2 separate regions of the Mus musculus genome follow, and region 1 is linked to region 2. A link is a contact called in public Hi-C data. All regions are on one chromosome and are shown on one strand. The core of a region is the stretch at or near the end of the contact, and the rest is flanking DNA. Distances in the headings are between cores, read along the strand shown.

The links. Hi-C and Micro-C count contacts between places; a contact is called where the count stands out from the background.
Region 1: a Hi-C map of the G1E-ER4 cell line shows a contact between it and region 2, with 3 times the contacts expected there. The contact joins two enhancer-like sites. A contact is called at or near these places in 2 of 15 datasets of contacts at CTCF or cohesin (CD8 T cells and pro-B cells), 36 of 484 Hi-C or Micro-C datasets (CD4 T cells, ECoMG myeloid progenitors, the G1E-ER4 cell line and 18 more), 2 of 115 datasets of contacts at active chromatin or transcription factors (bone marrow-derived dendritic cells and hepatocytes) and 1 of 9 other capture datasets (liver).

What each region holds. Positions count from the first base shown.
Region 1 is chr3:20,188,165-20,190,864 of GRCm38.p6, forward strand. No RefSeq gene overlaps it. Among named protein-coding and RNA genes, the nearest start is that of Gm31320, 33 kb to the right of the region's middle. Within about 2 kb of position 1,302, at least 15 of the 459 cell types and tissues checked have an H3K27ac peak or open chromatin away from gene starts, as enhancers often do. A contact at or near this core is called in the G1E-ER4 cell line, where this site is marked.
Region 2 is chr3:20,103,298-20,105,997 of GRCm38.p6, forward strand. It overlaps Hltf (helicase-like transcription factor), which reads left to right. Exons shown (of 25, transcript NM_009210.3): 19 at 2,344-2,468. Among named protein-coding and RNA genes, the nearest start is that of Hltf, 47 kb to the left of the region's middle. Within about 2 kb of position 1,289, at least 55 of the 459 cell types and tissues checked have an H3K27ac peak or open chromatin away from gene starts, as enhancers often do. A contact at or near this core is called in the G1E-ER4 cell line, where this site is marked.

The DNA of each region.
Region 1 (2,700 bases), core at 52-2,551, 85 kb after region 2:
TTCATTGGAGTTTATAGCTTTCTTTATATTATTCTTGAATTTGTTTTTAGTGTTATACCTAAGTATTTAATATTTTAAAATATTTATCTTCATCATTTTTAAGTATGTGTAGGGGTGTGTGTGTGTGTGTGTGTGTGTGTGTGTGTGTGTGTGTGTCTGCATGTGAGGTGTACACATGAGTGTAGGTACCCATGAACGGCAGAGGCATTGGATCCTCAGGATCTGGAGTTATGAATAGTTGTGAGCTGCCAGATATTGTATGGAGAAACAAACATGTACCCTCTGGAAGAGCAGCAAGCATGCTTCTAACTGTTGAGCCATCTCTTTAGCTCCCTTAGTATTTAATTTTAAGGATGTAAATAGTTTCTTTTATTCCAAATTCTATCTGTACATGATTGTTGTATAAGAAAGTAGTTGCCTTTTCTATATCAGCTTTATAATCTACAACCTTGCAACTTTCTTATATTGCATTATATTACATTGCTTATACTGATGAAGCAAAAATAGAAAATAGAGACTCAACAATTCAGGGATGCTTTCTATGTCTCTCTGCCTCCTGGCTGCCATGAAATGAATATTTCCAATTAGCTATGGCCTTCTTCAGCTCTAATTTGCCTGGCCACAAAATTGGACACAATGGAGCAAATTGTCTACTGAATGCAAACTCATTCTTTCATTTAATTTTTTTATGTCATATCTTGAGACAGTGATAAAATTCAACATGGCTTTATCATAGAGGCTATGGGTCAGATATATGGACTATGTGATTTTTAAAGTAACTTTGTAAACTCAATTTTATAGCACATTATTATTTGGAATAATACTTTATTTAAACCTGAAAACCTAGGTCTAGCCAACTATGGAACCTTAATACAGTCTGCTCAACATCTCGTGAAAGGCAGGGTTGAGTAAGCACTTTGTAATTAAACATCTGTTGAGTATACAGTGTCCCACATCTTTTTCCTAGGAAGGACGTTGCTGGACCCTATCATATTTGAGTATTTTCGTCAATGGCATGGCATCTGGGAAATTTATCCAGCATGCCTTTCAGAGCCATCTAGGGGAAGGCAAGGTCATGAAAGAGAGCCAAGAGTATTAAATATTTATGCCTCTGTATAATTTTGGCTACAAGAAACAAAACCAATTTCTGATCAGCACTTAGCAGGATGAACTGACAAATTCAAAGATGCACATTTGAAGGCCAAGTCTGATATCTGGTCAAATCATCTGCACCACACTTCATACAGACAGCTTGCAAACATCCTGCCTGCCAGAAAGATGACAGCGTTTGATAATGGCTTCCTGAAAATGGAAGGGCCAGGAGACTTGTGCATTCCTTACGTGCCAGAAGAGAGTTCTGTATATAGTGCAAGTCACTCCCAGCTGCTTGGAATCAGTAAGACATCATTTGGGGCCTAGATATACTGAGAGCAGCAACAGAAACACAGGACAATCAGGAGCTGGCCATTCTGAGGATTTTTATTTCTATATTTTGTTTTAACTTTTAAAGATGAGCTTCATCAACATTTAAAGGTATTTTTATTAAAAAATGCTTTTAAAAATCACATCAGTTTTTGTTAATTTTCTTTCTCTGAATATTTTCTTAGATTTTGCTCTCTCTTTTTGTATCCCTCAAATTCTCTCATTCTTTGTCTTCAATAGGGACAGCCAAGGGAATATTGGTAATCCCTTAGTTATTATTTTCTGTTTTTAAAATTTTTTACAGTTACATATACTTATTTGTGCGTGTTTTGGTCGTGAGTGTGAGGAGGAGCGTCATGGTGCAGCTATGCTTCAGAGGATAAGCAAGAATCACTCCTCCAGTTCCCCCTTCTACTCGATGAGACCTGGAATTTGAACTCATTTCATCAAGCTCGACCGCAAGCGCCCTTACCCTCTAAGCCAGCTCTTGTCTTATCTTTTTTCCTCCAGAGCACACACTTTCTTACACACACACACACACACACACACACACACACACACACACACATACACACACACATACACACACATACACACACATACACACATACACACACACACACACATACACACACACACGTACACGCACATACACACACATACACACACATACACACACATACACACACATACACACATACACACACACACACATACACACACACACACACGCCATTGTGGCTCAGGAAATATGAGTCCTGATTTTAAAACAGTTCCCAATAGAGCAAGTCATTCATTTTGATGACAGTCCTCATTTAGAAGTGGACTGAGGAAGTCAGGTGCAAACTGTTACTCTATAGTTGTTCACATGAAGGACCTGGAGCCTCGTGGGTAAAGAATAGAAACTCGTGCTGCGAACAAGCCAGGCCCTAGACATATTCATGGAAGTCAGATTGTTATTGAGTTCCCTGTATTTCATAAGCTGTGGAGAACACCCTATGCCACCCCACCTGTTTATGGCAAGGTGGATACTTGTCAATATTCTTTTATCAGCTGAAAAGTTAATGGGGGAGATAGAAGTGAGAGAACGACAGGGAGAGAGGGAGGGAATAAGGATTAAAAATGTTTTTTAATGGCATTTTTTAAAGGAGATACATTTCTTTTCTAATTGAAGTAAGGTTAGATGCAGTAATGACTGAGAATGACATTCAGAGGAAGTTCAAGGGCATATCTTACTTATTCCATTACACACAAAGCCTGAGCATGCGAAACGGTACA
Region 2 (2,700 bases), core at 39-2,538:
CCCGCTGGAGAGGCAGGTATGGAGTTCAGTGCTCCCAGTTTGACTCTTAAGTTTCTGTTATTTGTGAGTGATGAGCCTGAGTAAAGTCACCTAAGAGAGTGATTAAGTTAAAAGTAGGTCTATCCGAAAAGGTACTAGCGTGGCTGGTAAAACAGTGGGAAGCCTCTTGCCAGCATGCCATGTGGTGGGTCCCACAAGCAGTTTCCTAAACCAACAAGCTGAATGCCAGTCAGATGTAGCCATGCCCGGGAGGGAATGCAGAGTGCTGAGGAAGCTGTCTGTTTGAATTGTGTTCTCAGGGATGTTATTGTTAAAGTAACCTCTTTCATAGGTAGTAGACTTATTAATACTTTATAAGCATTGATTGAGTATAATTGATCTAAGTATTTAAATGTGCACATTAATGGTGTCTTATTAAGTAAGTACAATGAACACTTTTTTTTTTTTTTAATTATTTTTTGGATTAGGAGGCTAAGGCACAGGAGACAGAGTTGTTATTTGAATTTTAGCAGGTTGGTTTCAGAACGTGGAAGTTTATCGTGTGTATTATGTTGCCTACTTTTTTACTTTCTTCACTATCCAAAACACTGCCACTGTCACTACTAGTATATATAAGGTTTATAAAGTAATCCAGGTCGTGTTGTAATTGCTTTGTACACACTAACTTCATGAGTAGTCCTCCCAGATGTGGTGTGTAACTGTTATAGCTGAGGACACAGGCAGGATTAGGCTGCTGGCCAAGTCTGCATAGCTAAATTGACAGAATGTACCAGTCTGACTTTAAAATTTCTGCTTTTCACCAGGAGACTTGATTGCATCATCAACTTGACGTTTCAGATTGGATATGTAATTTTTGGATTAATTATTCTTCTCTTCCACACTGAGTATTTCTTTGAAAAAAAAATAATAGTCAGTTTTGCCTTTCTATAGCCAATTCTTGTCTTCAGACTTAAAGAGAAAGCTTTTATTTTGGCTTTCTGCTCCAGAGGTGTCAACCCATGGTAGTGGAAACTACAGAGTGGAACGGAGCAATATCATGATAAACAAGAGGCGGACAAGAGAGCACCGGAAACAAGTGCTCAAGTCAGGGCAAGATCCGTCTATTCCCCAAAGGCTTAGAGTTTCTAGAACCTCAGGCGTCAGTCAGTGCTGTAGCTGGAGACCTGGAGTTCAGCGCATGAAGCATTGGAGAGTGTTTCATAAGTAAAAAATAGCAAGGAGCCTGATGTGCACATCCACGCCCCCACGGAAGTACAGCAGTTTGATCAGGGCCTTCCTGTTGACTTTCTGGAAGATATAGATAGCACCATTTAAATCTTTCAATTCTATGTATCTGCATCCTCCCCCTCCCCCTGACACCCACACCCTTTAAAAAGAAAATGTACTGTTTTTGTCCTATTTTTCTTGTCTTTTGTTGTTGTTGTTCTATTTTCTTTCTGTGTTTTTAAATGTCTTCCCACTGCTCTTTATTGGTATTGATTTATTTATCATCCTTTATAACTATTTTTTGTTTTCTTAGTCCTATGTCCTTTCATATGGTTTTGTCAGTGGTTTTAGTGTGTGGTGGTCTGAATGAAAATGGTCCTCATAGGCTCATAGGAAGTGGCACTGTGGGGAGGTTTGGCCTTATTGGAATTGGTGTGACATTGTTGGAGGAAGTGTGTCAGGGGGGTTGGGCTTTGAGGTTTCAGAGGTGTGTCCAGTGTGGCACTCTCTTACTGTTTTCCGGTCCGGATGTAGAACTCTGAGCTACCTGGAGGTGCTCACAGTCATAAATTTTATGCTTTCTGTGGTAACTTTCTGGTGAGTTTAATTTCACTGCCTTCTTTGCTCTTTGCTGGTTATTCAATGTTTGACTATTTTGAGTTCTTTTTGGACGAGCTGTTTGTCCAGAGTCATGTATAGGTCCAGGCCATCAAGAAATACTTAATTTTCTTATTATTCATGGGAGTCAGTATAATGTAAATTCTTCTAGGTTTTATTGGTTTTTATATAACAGAGATCAGAAACATAATTACTTACAAAATTGATTATTATACAATAACACTCCCCCTACTGTGTGTGTGTTTTGTGAATATGTGTGTATGTGTGTGTGTGTGTATAAATTGGATTGAAAATTGAAGTCATCATGCATACACCCTATTTCTGTTTTTACAGAAGAGATATGAATTTTCCTTTCAGTATGTATGTACCACTTACTTTGAAGGGCCAGCTGAGGTCTGTAGGTCATGCATATTGACATTTTCCTAGGTGACTTTTTTTCTTGGTTTCATTAAAGATGAGCTTGCTTTTGTTTTTGTTCTTGTTTAGAGATGTTCATAATGTCTGACATTTTATCCCTAGGTATTTTACTGAAGGGACTGTCCTTGCACACTATGCAGATGTCTTGGGTCTTCTGCTTAGATTGCGGCAGATTTGTTGCCATACCCATCTTCTTACAAACGGAATGTCTTCAAGTGGCCCCTCCAGTAAGGAAATGGGATTAGTTCATACCATTGTGTTTGCTAAATATTTCAGTTAGAAGACAGGTTTTTATGCAACTTGAATTTGATCTATTACTTTGATATACCTTTGCTGTAAGATTTTTTTAAAATTATATTTTTATTCTGTGTGTTTGTATATGAATATCATGGGTGCATGGATACATGTGTGGGAGATCAGAGCATAACTTGCAAGAGTCAGTTCTTTCTGTACCATGTT